Regions from separate parts of the Macaca mulatta genome. Here region 1 is linked to region 2. A link is a contact called in public Hi-C data. All regions are on one chromosome and are shown on one strand. The core of a region is the stretch at or near the end of the contact, and the rest is flanking DNA. Distances in the headings are between cores, read along the strand shown.

Region 1 (5,483 bases), core at 2,347-4,846, 35 kb before region 2:
CCTCCCTCAAACTCCTAAGTTTAAGTAATCCAACTGCCTCAGCCTCCTGAAGTGCTGGGTATCTGAACTTTTTCATATGCAACCAAAAGAAACCAGCAGATACGCTCAACCTCCTGCTTGGTGATTTCTTTCCTTTTTTTTTTTTTTTTTTTTGACAGGGTCTCACTCAGCCACCCAGGCTAGAGTTACGGTGCAGTGGCGCAATCTCGGCTCATTGCAGCCTCCATCCCCAAGCTCAAGTGATCCTCCTCCTAACTCAGCCTCCTGAGTAGCTGGGACTACAGGTGCATGCCACCACGCCCGGCTATTTGTTTGTAATTTTCATAAAGACAAGGTTTTGCCATGTTGCCCAGGCTGGTCTTGAACTCCTGAGCTCAAGCAATCCGCCTACTTTGGCGTCCCAAAGTGCTGGGATTAGAGGCGTGAACCACCATACCCAGCCTGCTCAGAAATGTCTTTAGCCAAGTCCAACAATTAAATAAATGCATTTCTCTATTTTCCATGTTGCCATAGACAAATGTTTCACTGGGTTTGCCATCATTACGTGAAAGATATCCAAAAATATCCTGATTTCTCTGTACTCCATTAACAATTCCTTATTGTCTTTCCAGCACTCACTAACAATCTCCTTCCCTTCCAGCTTCTGCCTGTTGTGCAAAATTCCTACAGCTAAAGTTGTACAGAAGATGAACTCACAATCCAAAATTATAAAATACATGAGGAACAACCCACCATGAGCAAACATTGACACATATCATTAGACCCCCAATTATTTCATATGATTAACATGATTTAAGAAAAAAAGAAATTACAAAGTGAAAAGAATATCAAGAACGATCAGGCAGATATGAAAAATAACCAAATAAAACTTTTAGAAATGAAAAACACAGGCAAAGGTAGTCTTAGCAAAGACTAAATAGACTAAATTAGTGACTTGGAAGACAGATATACAGAAATTACAGACAGAAAAGTAAACATATAAAATTAAGAGATATGTAGATACACCTCCCAAGGCAGAAAAATTTCAGTAATTTATATAGACATTTCCCCCTCAAGGAAAAGTTGCAGTTCAGGTAAATCCACATTCTTCAGTGTTGGCTGCACATAGTGACTTTCTTCCAGTACAAAAAGAGAGGGAAAAAAGTAACTTTAAGTAGAACAACTTGATCTCAATCTTTGATTAATGTTGACATCAACAAGGATAAGTCGTATTAATAGATGTAGCTTTGATATGATGTGATGAGAACAGTACTTTATACCTCTGTGGTTTTCCTTCTAAAACATCCACAGTCCCTATGTAATTATGAGAAAAAAACCTAAGACAAACCCCAATTGAGGCACATTCTACAAAATACTAAAGCAGTACTCCTAAAAACTGTAAAGGTCGTCAAAAACAAGGAATTACAGGATGGTATTTAAGGAACTACTGCAACATAATCTAATCTATCCTGATCATTGGTGTACCAAGGCTGGGGTGGTGTGGGAATAGTCTACACCATTCTACATGGTGAAGGGGTACATTGTCTGTGGATAATTGAAAACAATAATAAAGAGACTAATTGTTCATCTGCTTTTTATTACTACATGCATTGGCAATTCCAAACAGGGTCAGTAATAAATTATTTTTCCCTGTTGGATCAATGTGCTTCACACTCATCCTTTCTCCCACCCACCATGCCACTAATCTTGATGATACAATTGATAAATGTAAATAAGTACTGACTGATTGAAAAAAAAACACGTTTCTTTTTTCAAAAAAAGAAAAGTGAAATAAAATCTTTGCCAATAACAGGGAAGAAAAGGGATATTCAATAGGTCAAGTGTGCCAAGGTCCTTGTCTTGTTTAGGAGGAGAATAGATCATACTGGTGAAAAAAAAGAACTATGATTGGAATGTGACATAACTAATGTGATACAATATTAACGTAACGCAACCCATGCTCATCATGTTTACTGAATTGGTTTAATGTATTTTGCTGATCATTTATACCGTTCACTCAACTTTAAATAAATGGGCCTGTATTTGACTTATTTGTTTTTCTTTGATAATTATCACTGTCTTTCTTAGAACTTCCTATTGTTCCTCATCATCTAGTCACTGAGAGACCTAAAAAAATGTTGTAGTTCAGGTAAATCCACATTCTTATGCTAGTAGAGACTTTGTACAGTTTGATTCAGTGATCTGACAGCTGGCATGCCCTTAAAAAATACCAAACAAACAACACTGGCATTTCCCCACATTGAATTCATTTTATTATAGAAACAGAGTCTCACTCTCATCCAGACTGGAGTGCACTGGTGACATCATAGGTCACTGTAACCTCCTACTCCTGGGCTCCAGCCGTCCTCCCGATTCAGCCTCCTGAGTAGTAGCCGGGATTACACCAAGCCTGTCTAATTTTTTAAATTATTACTCTTTTATTTTTTTGTAGAGACAGAGTCTGGACATATTGCCCAGGCTGGTCTCCAATTCTTGACCACAAACAATCATTCTGTCTTGGCCTCCCAAAATATTGGGATAACAGGTATAAGTCTGTACCACTCCTGGCCTCACAATGAACTTCGGTGTAACTTTATACATGGCTTCCCAGCTCAATTTCTTGGGAAAATGGGAAGAACGGAGAGCTCCCTGGGCACCGCTGCTTTTCAGTCTCTTACACATGGGTCTGAGTGTTCTAAGACACCTTTGAATGGAAAATTAATTTCTCTCTTTTTTTTGGAGGTGTAGAGAGGAATGGCGCATGATTCAACTTATGATATTGTACCTAAGAATATTTCTAACTTTAAGAAAATCCAGTATCAAAAAATCCAAACTTTAAGTCAACTAGGTAGCAGTTACACACAAAGATGCCTTGATTTACAAAAGGATTCACCAGAGGTTTTCTTTTCAGCAGCTTTGTAATCCTTTACTTTCCCCACTGTGTTTCAAAAGCTATTTACAAATTTCAGGACTCTATTTCATAAAGCAAATGTCGTTTTTAAAATGTAATAACTCTAATGATAAAAGTCACTTTACAAATATATTGGGAAATACAAATTTTGAAAAATAAAAATCATCTGCAATCCCAGCGTTAATACTGTCACTATTCTGGTACAATTCCTTGGCATCTTTTAAGCACCACTTAGGCACACCGATGCGCGGGTCTTCAGAGACTGTAACCCCTCGGTTTCAGGCATCGGGGCGGCCACCCACGGGCCGCGGTCCCTAGCAGGCTCCGGGGGGACTCCTTCCTTTCTTTTTTCTGCTCCACCTCCCTAAACCTTCCCGTTTCAGCCACAGACAGTCTCTTCCACATAAAGCTAGCTCCAGCCCTCCCACATTCGGTCTCAAAACAACAAAAAAAATCCCCTTCAAGCGGGAGTCACATCTACGGCAGGAAAGCAGAAGACCGTCCCACAGCGGGGAGGCAGGGGAGGCCGCAGCGCGCGCTCCCGCTTGGGCGCGGCCCCACTCCCGCCGGGCTCCGCCCCGCCCCGCCCCCTCCCCGCCCCCTCGGGCCGGGACGCGCCGGTGAAGCGCGCGGCCGCGAGCCCTGGGCGCCATTTTAGACTCGCTGTCTGTAGCAGAGGCGCAGGAAGCATACGCGGTGGCAGCCGCTCGCTGAGGTAGTCTGTCGCGGCGCCGGGGGTCCCTGAACAAGGCGCAGACAGCGTGGGACTGGGAAGGAAAGCTTCTCTCTGGGCAGCCAGAGCCGCAAAGGTGGAGCCGCGTTGGCGCCCTCCGCGGGACCAGCGCCTCGGATGCGGGAGAAGCGCGGGGGGCCGCGGGAGCGCGAAGCGGGGGGCCAGGGGCGCCTCATGTGAGAGCCGCGGGACCTGCGGCCGCCGCCGTCCCCGGAGCACGGGGTGGTGTGTGGGGGAAGCCGCCCCCGGCAGCAGGTAACGGCGGAGGGACAGGGCCGAGCCCTGTTGCGACGGCGGGGCCGGGGAGGGACCGCGGACCGTCTGTGGGCGGGCCGAGGGGGCGCGGGGGCCGGGGCGCGAGCTGGCAGCTCCTCAGGAGTGCCGGGCGTGGCGCGGGGCGCGGCACCCAGACCTTGGAGCTTGCTTGGGGGCGTTTCCCCGCTGTGCTTGCTTCCAAACATGTCAACAAGGCGTGGTGCGTGTGCGGCGGCCGCCTGCAGCGTGCCCGCGACGCCGCCGCTCCGGGGCTAGCCGCGGCTCCTGCCTGGCTTTATGACCCTTGGCGCGGGCTGGGGACAGGCACCGTGGAACTTGCACTGTGTGGGGCTCTCCCGGCGTCGGCTACGCCGGTGCTGGGAGCTTGAGCAATGAGGCACTGAAATGTCAAAGTGCCCAGGGTGGGGCGCATGAGAAATGTCAGGGGAAGCCAATCGGGAGGTGGCGCAGGGAGGATGGGACGCCCCCGCCGCTTAGCCAGGCGAAAAACTTGGTCAACTTGAGCGGCTGCGCGCCTGCCTTTGGCGTGGGCAGTCCTTTAGGTGGAGTTGCAGACAGGGATCAGGAAGCAGCCGAGTATCTCCAAGCTGAGAGGTGGGAGAGATCATTTTTATTTCGTCGTTGCTAATGTCCAGTTGAGTGACCCAGATGTTTTAATTAGAATCCTCCTTTTCTAACTTGAAAAAAAAAGTAACTTAGTTTCTGTTATCTCTGAAATATTTATAAAAGTGCCATCAACTATCAGTTTATCTCTATGACCTGTGGACACATTTTCGCCACCGTGTGCTCTCTGAACATTTAGTTGTGAGTTAACCTCTTTATAGTGTTTTACTGTATTTCAGCCGAAGAATGGATAGTAGTTTGATATTAGTGAAAGCAGAACAGAAAGGAACTGCGATGCCAAAATAGGCTTTTTAGAGTTAACTACAAATGGGCATTTAAAATTACTGCATGGCCAGTGTAAAAGTGCCTAATACAATGATGGACACAGCTAGCTGTTCACTTCTGGTCTTGATCTAATGATGAAGTTGACTGCTTCTTTCAAAGTTTTTTCTTTTTTTAAGACAGGGACTCACTTTGTCACCCAGGCTGGAGTGCAATGGCGCGATCTTGGCTCTAGCGATTCTCCCACCCCAAGCTCCCTAGTAACTGAGACTACAGGCGTGGGCCAGCATGCCCTGCTAATTTTTGTATTTTTTGTAGAGACGGGTTTCATCGTGTTGCCCATGCTGGTCTCGAACTGCAGAGCTCAAGCGATCCGCCTGCCTTCTCCTCCCACAGTGCTGGGATTACAGGCGTGGCCCACGGTGCCCACCTCAAAGTTTATGGAACATAGAGTTAGCTCACTAACTCCTTGTGCTGCTCAGCTAGCCTGTGGTCTTTCCTCAATAGTTTGCTATTTAGCAATTTGTAGTCGTATCAGTCCCTCACCAAAAGCTCTGGTGGCCTAAGTTGCATTATTTGGGGCCTAGAAACTTTGCAGGAAATTAAACTGCCAGAGTCCTGAAGAGGCCTAGTTTTGGTGCTCTAGATTTCTAGAATCTAGAAAGTCTTATTGACGTTTTATAGTACAGCTTGGTCCTC
Region 2 (6,028 bases), core at 2,908-5,407:
ATTTGGATTTTGATGTAATTATCAAATATTGCTATATTTTCAAAACTTACCTGATATAGTCGCTACTTTAACTAATGTACCATTTTCCTTCCAGTGAACATCATCAATTCCCTCAAAAAAGCAGGCAGCGCCTTGATTACACCAGAAAGGGGCATCCATTTCAGGTCGGAGATGGGGAAATGTACAGTTGCCAAGTTGGAAGAGTTCATACCATTCCATTGTGTAGTTCTTGCCAGTTAATGTACTCCTGAATCCAATGGCATCATGCATAATTTTCTGTGTAAACACAATACACGTATAAAAGCAACTGAGACATAACCATGGGTCCAGGTAACCTGATAGGAGAAAATGTGGCACATCACAAATGCATATCAAGTAGAACAGCTGTTCAGCTGTTCTTCCATGCTGCTATTGTCATATCCACTCTGTGGCCCCAATCTCCAGGCCCTCCTCCACCCTGGCTTTGGTCCCTACAGCTCATTTCAAATAGGAGGCATGCATATTATGTGGACAAGCTCGTAATTTCCTCAGAGCTTAGAATAAGCTGCGGAGCCCCCTGCCGGTCTCCGGAAGGAGCTCTACAGACCTCACGTGGTGATGGGTTAACCTGGAAAAGTGACTACAACAGGATCTGGAAATCAAGAGGTGTTTTCTGCCTACCCTGCCCCTTCTGGGCCTCTTCTCATCTTCCAGGAGCTGGATACAGGAGCTGGATTCAGATTCATAATATTACAACGGATAATGGTGATTACATTTGTTGTCAAGATTATAAAATCTAATAGTAACTATTTTTGACTACTCATTTTAAATGTACTAAGAGAAACACCAACATGATCTAAAGTCAGCCATCTAAGTAGTGATTACTCCCTAAAAATCAACTTAATAACCAAATCATTGAATTAACCAAAGTTGTAAGACCAAGATGCATCCTTACCAAGTGTCCCAGGAGGTCTCCATATTTAAATTCCCATACTGGGGCTTGTAATCGAAAGACTTCAATGTCATCATCACCCTCCATAACTGGGATAGGTGAGCCAGTTGGACAGAAAGTATATTTAGCTTGACAATAAGGATCAGGTTTTGGACGGGAGTCAAAGCGTCTAATAAAGAAAAAGAAACCATCTACTTAGATTCCAACAGGAATTGGATTCTTCTCCCATCTTTTAGAATCCAGTAACATTTTTAGGGGACCATTCAAAGGTCAGACCATAGTTAATAAATATAAACATACATTTTGTTATCTTGTGAACAAACTTCCAATAATGTTTTTAATAGCAAATGATAAACTCAAAGCACTCTGATAAATCCAGGATTCCCTGTTCCCTGATCCCACTGTGAAAATTTTGAAGACAGGAATCCTATCTTAAAATTTTATAGCTCCAGGTCATAGTAGACATTTGCAAATGTTTACAGATTAAATGAACATTTTTCCAATGTGTTCAGTTTTACAAACAATCCATACATTAAGATTATTCAGATGATTATGAGTCATAGTATATATTTTATATTTACTTACAAAATAACATTCAACCAATATGTATTGAGGTTCTACTAGGTATATAGGGAACTATAGGAAGAAGGAGGGAAACAGAAATTAAAACACTGTTGCTTTTCTCTGTGGGTGGGAGCTGCAAAGACATTCAACAAGTAATGAGTGTGGGATGTGCTAGACTAAAGAAATGAGTTCTACCTGGCACAAAGGAAGGACAAATCATTGTTAACCAGGTATGGGATGAATGGGGTGGGGAGGGCAAAGAAAGAGATGAAGGCCAGGCCTACGTTTTTAACGTACTTGGCTAGAAGGTTAAGACAGAAAGGCAGAGGAAATGTTAAGTATTATAAGACAAGCCTGGCACATTTGGTCTCCGGTAGGTACGGAAGACTAGGATTCAGGCTTCAATGCACGAGTGGAGACAGAAGAGACTGGCAGGGGCTGTCATTCTGTCACTAGGAGAATGTGCATGGAATTCCCTGCCTTACAACTGGGGGGGGCTAAGCTTAAAGGATGTTAAGTAGCAGATCTGATAGGACTGAATTTGCTATAAAGTAAACCTTATTTCATGAATTAAAAGAGGGTAGGGAGAGAGGCCAAATTAAACATGAGAGATCAGTTAGAAGATGACCTCAACAATGCAGGCAAGAAAAGAAGACCAGAGAAGGCCATAGCAATAGGACTCGAGGAGCACCACAGTTGAATTCAGCTCAGCAGACACACTGGTCACCCATAATCTGGCATTGGGAAAGAAGGAAGTGGTGGTGACAAGAGCTTCTATCTAAGAATACTAGATCCCCAACCCAGATCTACTGTTTTACAATCCCAACAAATCAACAAAAATTTCTATTTTAACTTAAGAAGTTAAAATCTTTATGCTGACCAAAAACATTAACAATGTTCCCAAAAGCTTCTGCCACTTGGGTACAGTGTTTTATAGGCACTTACCTGGTTTAAACAAATACATAATCACATAGAGATTGCACTGACCCACAGCAAAGTCTTTTAGTTCAAAGGTAATTTAAATGTGAACTTAATAAAATTAAATATTATATTCAATTGAGGGGATCAGATGGGGGCATGTACTTAATATCTGAGACTTAAAAAAAAAATCCACTAAAAAGCTATGGTCAACACCTTGCCCTAATGTTCAATCAAAGCGTTTGGATTTACAATTCTTGTTCTATTGAGTAATTTTGACTTCTTACAAACAGTTTTTTATTAACATTTTTCAGAAAACTAGCTTCAACCACAAACTTCTCTTTCCACGTAGTATATCACACGAAACAAAACAGTGCTGCAAACCTTTCAGTGAGCAGAATACACTAGCTAGATTTGATAACAGCTGGCATTCTGCTAGATTTAATCCTTCCAGCAAACCGATAAGTGCTACCACTATTCCTATTGTGTGACTCAGGGCATGTGGGCACAGAGATTCTGAGTAACTTTCCCAAGATCCCTGGTGATGATGGAGCCAGATTTGACCCGCAGCAGGCAGAACCTAAAACTTGCTCCTCACAAAGAGGAAATCCTGCCTTCCCACTCATACTGTCATGCAAAATAGCTGTTTTTATTTTTCAGGTTTGTTGTGTGCAGTTTTAAGCTGTTGATTACTTATGCTGGTATGTTAAAATTATGTCCATTATAAATTGAATTAAAATAATGATGCTTTTGGTTTAAAGAAAAACAGCTGTTTTCAGAAACTGCTGGTCGTTCTCCTGCCTGATGTTGACACCATGTTTTCTTTCTCTGTGTTTAGCTATCTCTGACCGCCGGAGGCTGTGTGTCTTCTCTGTCAAAGGCTGGAATCGGCCTCCCAGGAGTGCGGGCCCTGTCCTCGTCTTAGGACCGGCGTCCTACCTCCAGGCTGAAGACCGGACAAACGCGATGACTATCTTCCCGGTCTAACCAGGACTGCAGGAGACGGGGATTCCGGGATGCGGGACTTTTGAGTGCAAAACTGGGAAGTTCCAATAAGGACTTCGGATCGGGTTCTGATCAGGTTCAAACCAGAGCGAGTTGGTCGCCCAGTAAATTGTACCAAATGTTCCGCAGTAATAACTAATGACAGTGCATGATATAAATAAATGCGACAGACAGTGTTTTTAAACTACTCAATAAATCAGCTACTTGTATCCAGAAATCCCTCCATTAAATAACATTACTCTCCTTTTCTGCTGCCAAGATTCGGGACTGTCCTGAGTCTGCCGCAAGTGGCCAGAGGGAGGAAAGATCCCAGGGCTGTGCATAACAAGCGGCTGCGACTCCCCAGTCCTCAACTTTGCTCTCAAGTGCGCTCCGAGCATCACCCGGCGCTGCCCCCGCGCCGTCTCGTGATCCGACACAAACCACCGTGCGCGGGGCTCCCCGCGCGAGCACCCCGTCCCCCATCGGCAACGCCGACTGCGACCCCGACCCCGACAGTGCGCGTGCCGCCGCACTCACTTGTAGGGCACCGGCCAGTGGCGCCGGGAGAGAACGCCCGAGGCCCGGGGCCAGCCCGGAACCGCCGCGAGCCATAGCAGCGCCACGGCCGGGCACCAGGAAGCGCGTCCCCGAGCCGCGCCCGCGCCCCGCCGCATCTTGGCGCCCTGTGCGGTGTCTAACTCCGGCGCCATCAGGCTGCACCCAGTGCTTCCGGATCCTCTGGAGGCCTGCGACGCCTGAGGGAGGAGCATGCGCGGAGCCGCCAGCCCAGGACGCGGGACGCCCCACCCCGGCTAATCAGGCCCAGAGCTTGGCAGCAAGCGCAGGTTCCGGCGCGTGACGCCTCCCCGCACCCTGCCCGCGGCGGCTGCCGCACTTTTCAGTCCAGGAAGGCGCCTTGGTCTGGCTCCCAGGAGAATTCGATCCAGACCTGGGGCCTCTTCTTTTATGAACTGACCTGTCCCTGCCCAGCAGCCACCACCAAAACCAAACCAAAACCGAAAATCTGTCACTGGGGCTCCTCCCAACACCGAACTTTTACCCCATCACACAGGGCCCACGCTAGGTGTCAACAAACGTTGAGTGAATGAGAATGTGTATTTGGGGCTGAGGGTGCGGAGCCGGGGGTGCAGTAAGGAAGAAGAGACAATAGTGGGGAAATGGCTTGTCCTCACCCGACCTGGGCCGGTGATAACAGTGGTTAACACTGACAATATGTGGTCCCTGCCACTCCCCAAGAGCTTAGTGGGGAAATGACTTGTCCTCACCCGACCTGGGCCAGTGATAAAAGTGGTTAAACACCGACAATATGTGGTCCCTGCCACTACCCGAGTGCTGCCGAATCCACCCCTCCCCTACCGCTCCCGCCACCGGCAGGTGTTCCTTGCTTGGATCTGTCACTTAACTGGAAAGAAGCTTCTGCATCACCTTCTCTTCTCTGACTCTTCAACCATGTCGAGAAAACAATGGCATCAATTACCTGACTTTTGAGGAACCTCTCATGGCTTGCTTTGCTGTTAGGCACAAATACTGACTTAAGTCTGTACGTAGTACATTCAAGGCCTTGCCATAGTCACTTGTTTTTACCAGAGAGCAGTTTTGCAGAGCCTTAGACCGGGACTTTCCAACTCTTTCACTTCACCCACAACTCGTGTGAAGCATCATAATGTTTGTAAGGCTATGGGAATAAGCAAGGTGGCTTCGGTAGCCAGGGATGACCACCATAATCCATTGGAGGGTGTGTGGCTTGTGGGGGTGTCACTGACTTCCTCAGGCCCTCCAGATCTCTTCCACAATCCATTGGAAGGTGTGTGGCTTGTGGGGGTGTCACTGACTTCCTCGGACCCTCCAGATCTCTCGATTACAGATGGGACTGAGTACCCTGCCCTGAACACACACTCCTTTGCCCACTTGCTGCACCAGGTGCGGGGCTCCTGCGGAGGTTCAGACCGGGCTGCATTTTCCCACACATCTGTCTGAGCGTTTTGAAAGCTACCTAGCTCTCCTCCCTATACTATGGCCAAATTCAAAACTACCAAGGCTAAACTGGCTTCTTCAAAGACCTGCCCAAGTAACAGCGGGAAGCATTCTAGCCCTGAGGGCTGAAACTAGTATCTGATTCGAAGGGCACCTGAAGTATTCCCTGTGGACCCACACTTGAGCCTGGCTTAAAAAGCAATTAGCAGGAACAGCTTAAAAACAAAAACAAAAACCAACACAAAACAAAAAACAAGAATTAGAGTGTTTACAAATCCTGGAACCATACACTAGAGGGCCACAGTAGAACCTCCCATTCAGTTCAAGACTTCCCAGAGCTACAAAAACAAATTCAGGTTGACCTGGTTCAGTGGTGGAGACCTCTGGTCCTGCTTCTGCTGTATCTGTCTTCTCACTCTGGTTTGTGGGGAGCTCTCATGGTAAGAAAGCACTTCCTGGTATTGGATTTATTTATTTATTTTTTTGGAGACGGAGTCTCCTTCTGTCGCCGAGGCTAGAGTGCAGTGATGTCATCTCGGCTCACCGCAACCTCCACTTCCCAGGTTCAAGTAATTCTCGTGCCTCAGCCTCCCTAGTAGCTGGGATTACAAGTGTGTGCCACTTGTAATTTAT

Evidence for each region. Hi-C and Micro-C count contacts between places; a contact is called where the count stands out from the background.
Region 1: a contact with region 2 is called in a Hi-C map of CD4 T cells, with 3 times the contacts expected there. The contact joins the promoter of FBXL3 here to the promoter of CLN5 in region 2. A contact is called at or near these places in 4 of 14 Hi-C or Micro-C datasets (CD4 T cells, blood, fetal cortex germinal zone and 1 more).

The regions. Positions count from the first base shown.
Region 1 is chr17:71,819,840-71,825,322 of T2T-MMU8v2.0, reverse strand. FBXL3 (F-box and leucine rich repeat protein 3) reads left to right here and starts at 3,596. Exons shown (of 5, transcript NM_001261635.2): 1 at 3,596-3,878.
Region 2 is chr17:71,784,574-71,790,601 of T2T-MMU8v2.0, reverse strand. It overlaps CLN5 (CLN5 lysosomal BMP synthase), which reads right to left and starts at 4,157. Exons shown (of 4, transcript XM_077973868.1): 1 at 3,938-4,157; 2 at 935-1,100; 3 at 51-276. The coding sequence starts at 4,110.